Regions from separate parts of the Mus musculus genome. Here region 1 is linked to region 2. Evidence: chromatin contacts called from public promoter capture Hi-C data. All regions are on one chromosome and are shown on one strand. The core of a region is the stretch at or near the end of the contact, and the rest is flanking DNA. Distances in the headings are between cores, read along the strand shown. Region 1 holds the start of Pigo (phosphatidylinositol glycan anchor biosynthesis, class O). Region 2 holds the start of Dcaf12 (DDB1 and CUL4 associated factor 12).

Region 1 (6,979 bases), core at 1,920-4,419, 1.7 Mb before region 2:
CTACTGCCCTCCAATCCCAGCGACGTCACGAGTATGGTGGCTCAGGTTAGAGCTCTTTGAAGATAAGCATACAATAACAGTGTCAGGAGCTAAGAATGAAGGTTTCCACTAACTCCTGCAGATTCCTGTGTCAGTGTTGGGAGCCGCCCTGCTTTGATGGTTTGATGTAAGAGACTTAGAATTGTTTGCAAGGCTCAGAAAACTGAGGCTTGAAGGATAAGAAAAACCAAGGGGCTGGGTGTGACAGTGCAATCCTGTAATACCAACACTCAGGAGGAGATGTAGGAAGTTCACAGTTAGAAGCTAGTCAGGCTACACAATGCAAACTTGTCTCAACAAAAAAAAGAGGAGGAGGAGGGAGAAGAAGAGAAGAAGAAAAGGAAGAAGGAAGGAAGAAGAAGAAAGAAAAATAGGAGAAAGATGATAAAGAAAAAGGAAAAACTAAAGCCAGGTGTTGGTGGCACATAGCTTTAGTCCACAGGCAAGCAGAGTTTTGTGAGTTCAAGGCCACCCTGGTCTACAGAGTGAGTTCTAGGACAGCTAGGACTACACAGAGAAACTGTGTCTCAAAAAAGAAAAGAAGGAAGGGAAAAAGAAAGAAAAACCAAGAGTTGACCGGCCCCTTTGTGTTTTGGGACAAAGCTTCAAATGGTTCTTAACGGCTCTTTCTCTCTGGTCTTTCTCTTTAGGCCATGGGTGTCTATGGGGCTCTCACCAAAGCCCCAGTGCCCGGAGCCCAGAACTCCAGCCAGAGCAGAAGAGATGTCCAGGCTACAGACACGAGTATTGAAGAACTGGGTAGAGTCAAGCTCAGTTAGTAGAGATGACTCGGCCAGGGAGTCTAGGGGCCGGGAGCTGCTCTCAAAAAAGATTCTGGTTCCAGCCTCCCGGCCAAATTTTAGTTTTTATTTTTTTATTTGAACTTACTAATCATGTAATAAAGTGACCAGTGGCAAATGGGAAACTGTCCTCATTGATTGGGGGATGAAGTTAGGAAAGCCACTCGGGTCGTCTTTGGCCGTCCACTTCCACCCTTCAGTCCAGGTCGGTGTGAGGAGTTGATTCTCCACGCGTGACAAGGATTCACTTCATGTGAAGTGAAGTCATCCTGTCGTCAAGAGAAACCTCGGCTGTACGGGGATTGAGGCATGGTCTGCTGAACTGCCAGCTGCACAGTGGTGCAGGGGCTTGGGGACACACGGGAAAGGACAGCTTGCCCTTATGGTATGGCGGTCTTAAAGGGCAGAGGGTGTAGACTATTAAGCTATTAATAAACTAGGGTTTACAAAAGCAGTTGAGAGATGGCTGTGGTGATGCAGACTAACGGACTGTGAGATCAAGGCCAACTTTAAGTACTTAGTGGGACCCTGTCTCAAAGCAGCAATAACAGAACTGAACCCCAGAGGTGTCTGCTTTCACAGAATCCAAGTCAGGGTGGCAATACAAGGAAGCAGAGCGTGATAAAAAGTCATAAGCCAGGCTGGTAAGGTGGCTCTGTGAGTAAAAGCCTCCTGCAGTACAAGCCGAATGGCCTGAGTTGGATCCACTGTAAGTTCAAAGTGCTCTGGTGAACCGACAAGTTGAGAGTTCCAGGAAACCTCGCTGAAAATTATACTTGAGCTCAGACATGAAGGAGGAGAGAGAGACCCATTCAGATGCCCATTGGCAGAGCATACCTGGCTTATGAACACAAGAGCAAAGAAACTGCTGTGCTGTGGCTGAACGGTTACCAGAAGCAAAGCAGCAGCAACTAGATGTATTTAAAGGGGGAAGAGGGACTTACGTGTAAATTTGTAGGACCCCTATAGGTAGGTGCCACACATTTACTAAGAAGATAAAAGTTGTTTTTTCCTACTGAGATAAAACTCACATACCATACAGATAACCCACTTTTTTGTTTTCTAGAGCAAGGGTCACCGTGTGTAGCCCAGGCTGATTAAATGCATGTGACCTAACCTGCCTATACCTCCCGAGTGCTGCCATACTCTGCCAGCTTACTCATTTCATGTTTTCAAGACAGGGTTCTCAGTGCAGCCTTGGCTAGAACAAGCTCTGTGGACCAAGCTGGAACTCAGAGAGATCCGCCCGCCTCTGCCTTGAGAGTGATGCCTTCAGTGAGTGTTTGCCACCGCTGATTTTTAGGTGGTTACTGTTTTGAGACAGTGTCTCCTTTATCCCAGGCTGGCCCCAGAGGAGCTGTGGTGTCGAGGACGATCTTGGTGGTTAAGAGGATCCTGCCTCTGCCTCCCAAGTGCTGGCATCTCAGACGTGTGCAAGTGTACCAGGTTTTCTAGAATGCTAACTAAAAATCAGGCTGGGTTAGCCCAGGTTTTTGCGAATGCTAAGCAAACTCTGTCAATTGGGATTAAAGGTGTTTGCCACCACCACCTGTCATGTATAAGTTTTTATTTAGATGTATTTTTAAAGACAGGTTTTTTGGGTTTTGTTGTTTTTTTTTTTTGTTTGTTTGTTTGTTTGTTTGGTTGGTTGGTTGGTTTTTTGAGACAGGGTTTCTCTGTAGAGCCCTGGCTGTCCTGGAATTCACTTTGTAGACCAGGCTGACCTGGAACTCAGAAATCCGCCTGCTTCTGCCTCCCAAGTGCTGGGATTAAAGGCGTGCACCACCATTGCCCGGCTAGTTTATGTTTTTTGTTACTGTGAAAAAGTGCTCTTGACAAGAACATCTAAAGGAGCTAGTTACCAGACAGTTTTAGTTCATCACGGGAGGGAAGTCTCAGCAGTGAGAACTTGAAGCATGGGGCTGGGAAGATGGCTCAGTGATTAAGAGCATGTACTGCTCTTGCTGAAGACCAAAGTTTAGTTCCCAGCACTCAGACCTTGTGTTGAAAAACAACCAAAAATGGACAGTGAGTCTGGAGAGAGGGCTGAGTGGCTAAAAGCAATTGCAGCACAAAGTGCATTGTACAAACATACATATAATAAAATGCTCGGTGGTCCCTGGGCTTTTCTTCTTTCATGCTTCTGTACACACCCAGTCATCATCCCCCTCTCTTAGACCTTGCCCTCATTTATGAATTACTGAACCTCCTATCAAAGTTTTCAGCCCCACGTTTCTTGTCGAACTTCCCTGCTGGTGCCGGCAGGCGGCGACAAATCTCCTGGTAGGGCGCTCTGTCAGGCTTGCACACCTCTGTGGTGCCAGACAGCGAGCCCTGCCGCTGCACTTCCGGGCGCGGATCCAGGTGAGCCAAGGTCTCCCTGTTACCTCTGTTACTGTCACCCCTAGGACGGGTGTCTCAGCTTACTGCCGGGGTGCCCAGTATCAGAGGGAGCATGTCCAGGTGTTGGCCGGGTTCCCACCGGAGGAGACAGAGCTGCCGGGACTTCTGGATCCCAGCTTAGCTCAATGGGCTTTATACCGGGCTTCCTGGGGACGTCGTTCCTTCGGTTTTTTCTTGAGCCTGGCCGCCCGGAAGCGGAGCAAGACTCCTCCCCGTCGTTTCCTCGGTTCCCGCCAGGCGGCGCCGTTTACTCAATCCAGTTAATCCGTGTGGTTTCTGTCTATTGCCACCCTGGAAATGTTGAGTTAGTCCGAAGAGAGCCATTGAAATGGACTGTCAGAGAACAATCTACCTACCATTTGGAATAGTCTTCCTCCTAGACTGTGGTTTGACAGCATTAGATCTCCCGGTTGGATATGCACAGGCTCCCGTGCTCACCCCCAGAACCTGAATCGGTAGGTGTAGCCTGGGCGTCAGGTTGAGATCCAAGGTCTCAGCCTCTCACCGTCAGATGGTATGACTGGTAGAAACAGCTGCAACGAGTTAGCTATGGTTTGTTTACGTCCTGAAGTTTATAGCAGTACGTGATTGTTGTTGGGCATTGTTTTGAGAGCCAAAACGTCCATGGTTTCTTCGCACCCCAATGAACATTCTCTTCTCTCCCAGGATGCGGAAGGTGTCTGTGCTCCTCTTCTTAGCCTGGGTCTGTTTTCTTTTCTACGCTGGCATTGCACTCTTCACCAGTGGCTTCCTTCTCACTCGTCTGGAGCTCACCAATCAAAGCAGCTGCCAAGAGCTCCCAGGCCCTGGTCCCTTGCCGTGGGGAAGTCATGGAAAGCCTGGGGCTTGCTGGATGCCTTCCCGCTTCTCCAGGGTGGTTTTGGTACTGATAGACGCTCTGCGGTTTGACTTTGCCCAGCCTCAGCGCTCGCATGTGCCTGGGGAACCTCCTGTCTCCGTGCCTTTTCTGGGAAAATTAGGTTCCTTGCAGAGGATCCTAGAGAGTCAACCCCACCATGGCCGGCTGTACCGATCTCAGGTGGACCCCCCCACGACCACCATGCAGCGTCTAAAGGCTCTCACCACTGGCTCGCTGCCGACTTTCATTGATGCTGGCAGTAACTTTGCCAGCCATGCTATAGTGGAAGATAATGTCATCCAACAGCTCAACAGTGCAGGTCAGTATGTGCCTCTGGGGACTATAGAAGCTGGGGAGCCAGGACTTCAGGTACCCAGCCGTATATTTGGCTATGGTGTAGGGAAACAGAGAGTAGAAATAGATGGGATCTTGTGTGTAGAAAGGCCCAGAGATTTTTGTCCTCAATGAAGCTTCTAATCTGCACAAAATGTTTGTTTGTAACTCGTGGGAGCATCCGATTAAGGAAGAAATGAAGATAGGAATTTGCAAGGATGGAGAAAAAAGGGTAGAGGGATCCAAGTTATGTTCACTCACTGCTTATGAAGAGAGCAGGTCAAGGGCACTGCATTGCGCATGTGTCTTTAATCCCAGCACTCAAGAGGCAGAGGCAAGAGGATCTCTGAGTTCCAGATGAGCCTGGTCTGTAGAGTAAGACCTGTCTCAAAACAGGATGTGTGGTTGGGATAGTACTCTCAAGAGTGTGCTCGTGCGTGCGCACGCACACACACACACACAGCGTATGGATGTGACATGGTACACTTATGGAGGTGAGAAGACAACTTTGGAAGTTGATTTTCTCCTTCTACCCTGTGGGTTCTGAGTATTGAACTCAAGTGGTCCGGATTGGTGGCAAGCTCTTTGACTCACTGAGCTGTCTCCCCTTGCCCTTTGTGTTTTGTTTGTTTGTTTGTTTGTTTTTTTCTAGAGTCTTCTCTTATAATCTCCCCTGTTCTGGCTCTCACATGAACAAGATACGATCGATCCGATTCCCCTCTTGTCTCTACAGGAAGGCGTGTAGTCTTCATGGGAGATGATACCTGGAGAGACCTCTTCCCCGGAGCCTTTTCTCAAGCTTTCTTCTTCTCATCCTTCAATGTCAGAGACCTGCACACAGTGGATAACGGCATCTTGGAACACCTCTATCCTACCCGTGAGTAAGAAGCGCTCAGTCCCTCACTGACCCCAGGAGCTGTGGAGGGTTCCTTTAGTCTGCAGACTCTGGGTCCAGCAGCCTGGGGCTTATACCACTGGGTGCAGAGGAACATCAAAGCCTGATGGAGGGAGGCGTGGGCTTCACCGCCCTGTGCTCAGTGTTCTCCCCTCCACAGTGGACGGCGGTTCGTGGGATGTGCTGATCGCTCACTTCCTGGGTGTGGATCACTGTGGTCACAAGCACGGCCCTCACCACCCTGAAATGGCCAAGAAACTTAGCCAGATGGACCAGGTGATACAGTGAGTGTGGGGTGCTGGCTGAGGGAGGGGGTTGCATTTGAGAATCTCAGGATGTAGGATTCCACGAGGGAAAAAAAATCCTGTGTGGAGCCTGGATGAATTCTATATATGTATGTATTTTGAGACAGGGTTTCATTATGTAGCTTTGGCTGACCAGGAACTTGCAATATAAGCCAGACCAGGCTGGACTCAAACTCACAAAGATTTGTTTTCTTGTTCTTTTTGAGACAGGTTTTGTGTGTGTGTGTGTGTGTGTGTGTGTGTGTGTGTAGCCCTGGCTATCCTAGAACTCACTTTGTAGACCAGGCTGCCCTCGAACTCAGAGATCCACCTGCCTCTGACTCCCGAGTGCTGGAATTAAGGGCTTGTGCCTCCACTGCCCGGCAGCTCTGGAATACTTTATACAAGTTTTTCCTTCAAAACGTAGAGACATCATCCACTTTGAACAACTTGGTGTGTAGCTCTGGCTGCAGAGTTGTGACTGAAGAGGTGTCTTTTTGACAGAAGTTTAGACCCTGGCAATGGAAGTGAGTGGTGGGGGTGAATGGCCCGAGAAGAATCTTTACCTCTCCCTGCCCTCTCACACGTGTTCTTGACCCCCAGGGGACTCATAGAACGCCTGGAGAATGACACACTGCTGGTGGTAGCCGGTGACCATGGGATGACCATGAATGGGGACCATGGAGGGGACAGTGAGCTGGAGGTGTCAGCTGCACTTTTCCTGTACAGCCCCACAGCTCTCTTCCCTAGTGTCCCACCCGAGGTAAGGCCTGGGTCGCACCTCTGCTGGTCTCCCTACATTGTGATCCCCTTATTGTAGGCTCCCCACACCAGGATCTGGTCCTAACAGTCATTTATTTTTATTTATGTGTGTATGATGTATGTAGGAGGTAATTGCACGTGTGCGTGCTGGTATGCACTTGTGTGTGCGTGTGAGGCAGAGGATGTCGGTGTTTGCTCCTAATTTTACTGAAACAGTGCCTCTCACTGAACCCGGAGCTAGCCTGAAGACCAGAAAGCCTCCTGCCTCTGCCCACCATGGCACTAAGTTATAGGCACGCATGGTCACAGCCTGCTTTGACTATCTCACCCACGGAACCATCACTCCGGACACCCCCTCCCACTATTCTTACCTAGGCCTGGCGACGCCGTTGACACTTGAACTTCCCTTCCAGGAGCCGGAGGTTATTCCTCAGGTCAGCCTTGTGCCCACGCTGGCACTGCTGCTAGGCCTGCCCATCCCGTTTGGGAACACTGGGGAAGTGATGGCAGAGCTATTCTCAGGTGGCAGTGACTCCTCCCATCCTCACTCCTCTGCGCTAGCCCAAGTCTCGGCTCTCCACATCAATGCCCAGCAGGTAGGTGA
Region 2 (6,504 bases), core at 1,167-3,666:
AAGAAAACTTAGGTTTGATCAGTAACACTTAAAATTATTGTATGGCTGAAGGCATAGCAGAGTGGTAAAGAACTTGCTTAGCAAAAGAAAGGCCTTGAAGCAGGGCAGTGGTGGTGCACGCCTTTAATCCCAGCACTTGGGAGGCAGAGGCAGGCAGATTTCTGAGTTCAAGGCCAGCCAGGGCTTCACAGAGAAACCCTGTCTCAAAAAAAAAAAAAAAAAAAAAAAAAAAGAAAAGAAAAGAAAAGAAAAGGCCTTGAGTCTGAGCCCCCAGCACACACACATATACACACACACAAAGCTGGAAGGTGAACTTTCAGTCCTCCAAGTGGACCTTTACTCCATTTCCACAGAGATGATCTGGCGTGTGGATCTGAGGATAATCCTGGGATGTCAGTGTGCAGGACAACTTACAGAATGAAGCTGCACCAGTGTCCTGTGTGTCCTGACATGGACTGAGGATGCCAGGAGTCCAGCCCCACTCAGCCTGAGCCTGGAGATCCTCAAAGGGTTCCAAACTCTTGTCCAGTGAACGACTGGGTCATCTAGAGCATTGTGAGGCAAGACAGAACCAGAACAGACTCAGAAAGGGAGGGCTGCCACAGTCCTGCCCGCTCACAATGTGTTAATCTCCGAAGACACAAGCCTAATCAGGAAAGATGGGGCTGCCTCTCCCAAGGTAGTATTAGGGGTTAGTTGCAGTGCTGATCTGGGGTGGTGGCACATCATTTCAACCTGGAAAACAAATCAAATCTTCTTGTAGGCAGAACGGCAGATGGGCCAACACAGTTCCCTGGAGGTATGAGGCCTGAAGCTGAAGGGACCAGCAGGTAACTGGGCACCACAGCCTGAGGCCAGTCAGTCTCAAGCAAGAACATCCTGCTTCCTCCAAGGGTTTCTTTGCCTGAGGAAAGTGGAAGCTGGCACTCACATTCCTTCAGGATCTTCGGAAAATGGAGGCAAGGGTGATCCCGCTTTGTTTGGTGACTGGTGCCAGTCCAAACCGGACATGCCAAAAATGACCACTCTCTTTTCTGTGGTTCAAGATTTCACTCCTTAATGGAGATCAAGGCTGGGCTCCGAGAGAAAGGCAGGCAATGGCATGAATTACAGCGATGGGTCTATTTGCTGAAGCACAAGGACAGTGTGACTTTGACCTTGCAGACCTAAAAAGGGTGGCATTTTATGAAAGAAAGTGACTTATTAGATGTGGTTGCACACACCTTTAACTCAGCTCTGGGGAGGCAGAGGCATGTGGAGCTCTATAACTTTTGAGGCCAGATTGATTTATATAACATGCTGCGTTCCAGACCAGCCAAGACTATACACTGAAACCCTGTCTCAAAAAAAAAAGGAAAGAAAGAAAAGGAATAAATAAAAGAAGGGGAAAAGTGACTTGAGGTTTAGACAGGAGTCAAAATAGACAGGGAGCTGGAGAGTAAAGAAGTGGAGAATGGAATCTGGGGACTCCGTATGTGTGGGGAGACCTGTGCCAACAGGCATGTGAGGCAGCCTGCGTTAGCTCTGGTACTTTGATGTGGCAAAAATCTGACCATACTGCTGCCTTCCTACCCTGAATCCATCTTGAAGGAGTGTGATGTGGGGTTCTCTGCCTTCCTTAAAGTGTCTAATCTTTTGTGCCCATTGACAGTTTGTGAGAATGTTGGGGGAAAGTGCTAAATGTGAGGCTACTAGTTACAGGATTAAGAAACGTCTTCTGAGGTATAAGGAAGGGTCAGAACCTGGGCCCTAGCAGCCTTAACTCATTCTCAACAGGCCAACTAAAAGACAAAGTGTAAGGGGAAACTTGAAGAAAGGTGTTAACTCGGTCTCATTGGAAAGAACAACGACGGGACATTCTCTTATCCTAGTCCATCTTAGGGGCTGACGTGTGGTTTGTTTAGGCTTAAAGGCAACAGCTATGCTTAAGTAAGCAGTCGTCGGCAAGGTGTGGTCGCATCCATCATCTGTTCGCCCAGTTTCTCTGGGAAGGTAGTCTGACAAGTTTTCCCAACTGTGATCTATCTTTCCTGGAGTCAAGTTCCTCTATTGGCTGGCATCTGTGCCCTTGTCCTTTCCTTCTCCCAGGAAAACTGCAATTTCTTAGAGTCCAGTGTTTTAATAGTCTGATTGCAATCTGGCAATCAGGGTGTCTAGAATATCTTTAATCCTACCATGATGGTTACAGGTTCAAGATTGGTCCCGCAGCCAGGCAGCTCATGCTTACTTCCGCATGCCAGAGGATGAGCTGGCTGAGGTCGGAAATGTCCCGACAGAAGGCTGGATTCCTTTGGCCACAGCTTAACCGCCATTGGCAAGAGGCAAGCGGAAGTTCTCCGAGGACATCAATTCTCCTTGCTGCGCTTAAGTCCCGCCCTGCTGGTCTGGGCGGTGTCTCCGTGGCGACGTGCTGCTATGTGCGGCTGCGCAGGAGTGACGGGGCGCGGGCGAGTGGGAGGGGGGTGTTTTGGTTCTCGCCGCTCGCCGTCCTTTCCAGACACGGCGGTAGGAAAGCTGCTTGTTCCTGCTTTTCCTTCCCCTTCCCTTCCCCTTCCCCTTTCCCAACCCGGATTTTCCCTTCTTCCATTTACGCGCCTCATTTTGATCGACTGCTGCCCGGGATCCGAGCCATTTTCCGGGCCGGGCGCTCGAAAGCGCGCGGCCCCAGGGCCCGGTTCATGACCCGTCGCCCTGCCGCCCCTTGCCTTCTCCGCCTCATGTGGCTGCGGGGCCACGGCGGCGCTGCCCACTATGGCCCGGAAAGCAGTTAGCAGGAAGCGGAAAGCGTCTGCCTCGCCAGGAGCCGGGAGCGACGCTCAGGGCCCGCAGGTGAGGGCTCACAGGTCTGGGTCATCACCTAGCAGGGGCTTAGGGCGTTCCAGCTGGGTTCAGGAACCTGGGGCCAGGGCGGGACGAGAACCGGAGCCGGGACTGTAGAGCAGTGACCGGTCCTTCTGCAGTGTACTGGCGAGCAGGCGGGCCGGAAGGGTGAGGAGCCAAAAGAAAACTACAAAATGACGCCTTCCGCTGGAAGTCAGCAGCTAGGGATAGAGAGCTTCAGGACCTCCTCGTTCCTGGAGGGAGGAGAAAATGAAGACAAGGGGAATCGGAAGTAAGACCGACCTTCCGAAGTTACTGGGAAGGAGATTGAAGTGGACCTTCCAGTGGCACTAGGAATAAGGGCCGATGGTCTCTTATCAAGGAAACCATCTCCTAAACTGGGTGCAGGCCCCTTTGGCTCTTTAGACATCTAGAAGAAACACCAGGTGTCATCTCTATATTGCCCCCTTTGGAGAGGAAGGCCTCTTGGACTTGGGATTCCGACGCAGGTTACCCCGTTGGTATTTGATTTTTCGAATTCTAAAACTGCCCGCAGCGCAAGTCGCGCGGAGTCAGATGAGCGGCCATTGACTGTACATCCCTGGAAGATCCGAGACCCCAGTCTGGCTCTTTGAGCTATACTCTTTATGCTCTACGGGGTGCACAGGCGGAGAGGGAGAAGGGGGCTGGGTAGAAGTGCAGCCCAGGTGGGTTCTGTAATATGGACTTCATTTCGTAACTATCAAGGACACCTGGGTATATGTTATTTCTGAGCCCTCCACTTTCCTCAAAGGTTTAGTTAACTTTTTTTTGCCCTGTTTATCCATTTTCTAAGTAGTCTTCATTATGAGAGCCTTATTTCAGTGCTAGCCGAGTTAAACTGTACTTTCTGGATTACAAATCTTCTGTTAAATGTTTGATTGTGTAAATCCCGAAGGACGAATTCGTGTTGGTTCTTTTATAAAACGGTCAGACTTCTTGTCTGAAGGAAAAGTGGCCAAACCCCTGATTTCTGATGTTGGCTTTCACAGTTTGGCTGGGATCATTCGCTGCACAAAAGGAAAAGACTCCCCCCAGTGAAGAGATCCCTAGTGTACTACCTGAAGAACCGCGAAGTCAGGCTCCAGAATGAGACCAGCTACTCTCGCCTGTTACATGGTTATGCAGCACAACAGCTTCCCAGTCTCCTCAAGGAGAGAGAATTTCACCTCGGGACCCTTAATAAAGTGTTTGCTTCTCAGTGGTTGAATCATAGGCAAGTGGTGTGTGGCACGAAATGCAACACAGTAAGTATCAGGAGTGCTCTTTGTCTTCCTTTTGTTGCTGCTGCGGTTTGGTTTGGTTGAGACCAGGGTTTTTCTGTGAAGACCTGGCTGTCCTGGAACTCACTCCATAGACCAGGCTGGCCTCGAACTATCTATCTGCCTGTCTCTGCCTCCCAGAGCTCAGCGGTGTGGGCTGTGCTTCCTTTTTCTTAGGTCTGAGATGTGGGACTTGGTTTACTCTAGCACCTTTCACTGTTCGTCTTTCCCCGTTTGTTTGCCTTTTTTTTTTTTTTTTTTTTTTTGTAAGCAGAGTTGGAGTTTATTAAGAGATTTTTAATTAGAAGTGTTAGGACAAAGAAGTGCTCAAGGAATGAGTAAACTGTAGTGTGGGTCTGGGCTCTTGAGGGAAACGTGCTCCCATCAGCTTCCCTCTCTCCCTCCTCCTTCATTGGTGACCTTGTCCTCTTTTTCTGCTTCTTTTCTCACTTCTGAGTCTCCCGACCCCTTCAAATGAACATGTGTTTTAGGTCCCCTGACTCTGTATGCTGCTGCTTCTAGTGTTTTAGATAAGAGGCCTCAAAGAGAAATTGATGTCAGAGCATCATTTAGGGTACACGGTAGTGACCGTTTCATTGCTGTGTATCAGCCTTTGACATAGTTAGAAGTATTAAGCACCAAGCTGAAGGTAGAAATGAGACAAATACTTTTTCATATATTAGAATCCAAATGTAGCATTTTGGAATCTGGGGCAATAGAATTGTTACAGTTCCAAGTCAGGCAGGGCTTTATAGTTGAGACTTTGTCTCAGAACAAACAAAACTCAAAGATATGATTAGTTTCTGGGACAAATGTGTGTGTGTGTGTGCCTAGTGGCATATGGGCATTTGCAAAGAAGAGAGGAAAATTATGGACATGAGAGTAAGGGAGCAGTTTTAAAGAGAGTAAGGGTTATAAGTAATTGGAGTAGAAATCTTATCAGGAAACTATGTAACCAGTATGGTTACAAGCTAGAAGAGTCAAAAGAGTGGGTGTGGTGCTTGCTTTAGCATTGTATACATACTTAAATTGGGACGCTACAGAGAAGATTAGCAGGGCTCCTGCACAAGGACGCTTACAAGTCTGTGCAGTGGTTTATCTTTTTAAGAAAGTGGATATGATTGGAATGGAAGTGTGCAGATGGCAAGACATCTCAGAAGTCGTAGATGCTAGGAGATGTAGGACTGGAGTTGGGGAAATAGTTCTGTCTAGCCCTCCCTCTGTTTTTAACTCACCTAGTGTGGATAGACAGGTAATGTTAGAATGGCGAGTAAACTGACCCTGGACCAAAACGTATCTGGGGTTATTTAAAAGAAAGGTTACTCTACATCAAGAACTATGGGCCTGTGAGATTGTTCAGTGGAAAGATGCTCGCTGCCCAAGCCTGATCCCCAGAACCCACAAAAAGGTGGAAGGGACTTCATAAAGTTGCTTTCTCTGACCTCCACATGCCACACTCTCTGAAACGTACACCACACTTACAACACATCACAATAGTAGTCATCGTCGTAGGAATAATAATAGTATAAATTTTAAAAAGAAAAAGAACCTTGGGTGCTCAGTGGGCAAAACTTGCCAAGCCTGCCAACCTGACTTTGACACTCAAAACCCATGGGATGGGAGGAGAACAAACTCCCTCAAGCTACACGTGCTTGGCGTGGCCTGTGTGCCCACTACCACATACAAATAAAAGTGTTTAAAAAAAAAAAAAAAAGGACTAAAACTGCCAGAGACCATAAGTACTGGTAGTGTTTTTATAAAGGTCATAGGCAAAATTCTAATCAGTTTTGAGGAAGGAAGTAATACTACGGTGGCTGGGGCCAAATTTTCACTTCTGTTAAATATTGTCTTACACATAACACTTGCAAAACTAGGTGCTACGAGCAAACCTGCACAAAACTTCCTTTTTCTGATTTCAGTCTTGCCCTGTGGTTTAGGAAACTGTCATTGTTGATGCTTGGAGTAGAAAAAGTGTCGCCTGTTTCTTTTAATAGTCTGTTGACAGTATTTTGAAGATGAGTGTATTGCTAATCACTGAATTTACTCTTAAAAATTTCTTTAGCTTGGCACTGGAGAGATGGCTCAACAGTAAAGAGCATTCACTGCTTTTAGGGAGGACCTGGGTTTGATTCCCAGCCCTACATGGTGGCTCACAAGCATCTGTATTCCAGTCCCAGGGGATGTGACGCTGTCTTTTGGCCTCTTAGGGAACCAGGCACATGTGTGCTGCATAGACAGACATGCAGACAAAACACCATACACAGAACAAACATAATACGTTTTGTAAACATTTACTCTTGATGTCTACTTCTGTCTTCCTAAGTTAAAAATCTATGTTAATTAGTTTTTAGATTTCACATGTGTTAGTGGGTGCTGCATTTGC

Evidence for each region. Capture Hi-C pulls out chosen DNA fragments and counts their contacts.
Region 1: a promoter capture Hi-C map of liver shows a contact between it and region 2, with 4 times the contacts expected there. The contact joins the promoter of Pigo here to the promoter of Dcaf12 in region 2. A contact is called at or near these places in 1 of 39 promoter capture datasets (embryonic stem cells), 2 of 115 datasets of contacts at active chromatin or transcription factors (astrocytes and microglia) and 1 of 9 other capture datasets (liver).

Annotation. Positions count from the first base shown.
Region 1 is chr4:43,022,004-43,028,982 of GRCm38.p6, reverse strand. It overlaps Pigo (phosphatidylinositol glycan anchor biosynthesis, class O), which reads left to right and starts at 3,169. Exons shown (of 11, transcript NM_001305386.1): 1 at 3,169-3,203; 2 at 3,909-4,420; 3 at 5,168-5,311; 4 at 5,490-5,613; 5 at 6,217-6,376; 6 at 6,789-6,971. The coding sequence starts at 3,910. Stoml2 (stomatin (Epb7.2)-like 2) reads left to right here. Exons shown (of 10, transcript NM_023231.2): 9 at 1-45; 10 at 690-1,293. The coding sequence ends at 818.
Region 2 is chr4:41,310,813-41,317,316 of GRCm38.p6, reverse strand. Dcaf12 (DDB1 and CUL4 associated factor 12) reads left to right here and starts at 2,416. Exons shown (of 9, transcript NM_026893.3): 1 at 2,416-2,829; 2 at 3,852-4,106. The coding sequence starts at 2,752. Gm46891 (predicted gene, 46891) reads right to left here and starts at 2,975. Exons shown (of 2, transcript NR_168697.1): 1 at 415-2,975. Gm26049 (a small nuclear RNA gene) reads left to right here and starts at 5,123; the gene lies at 5,123-5,226.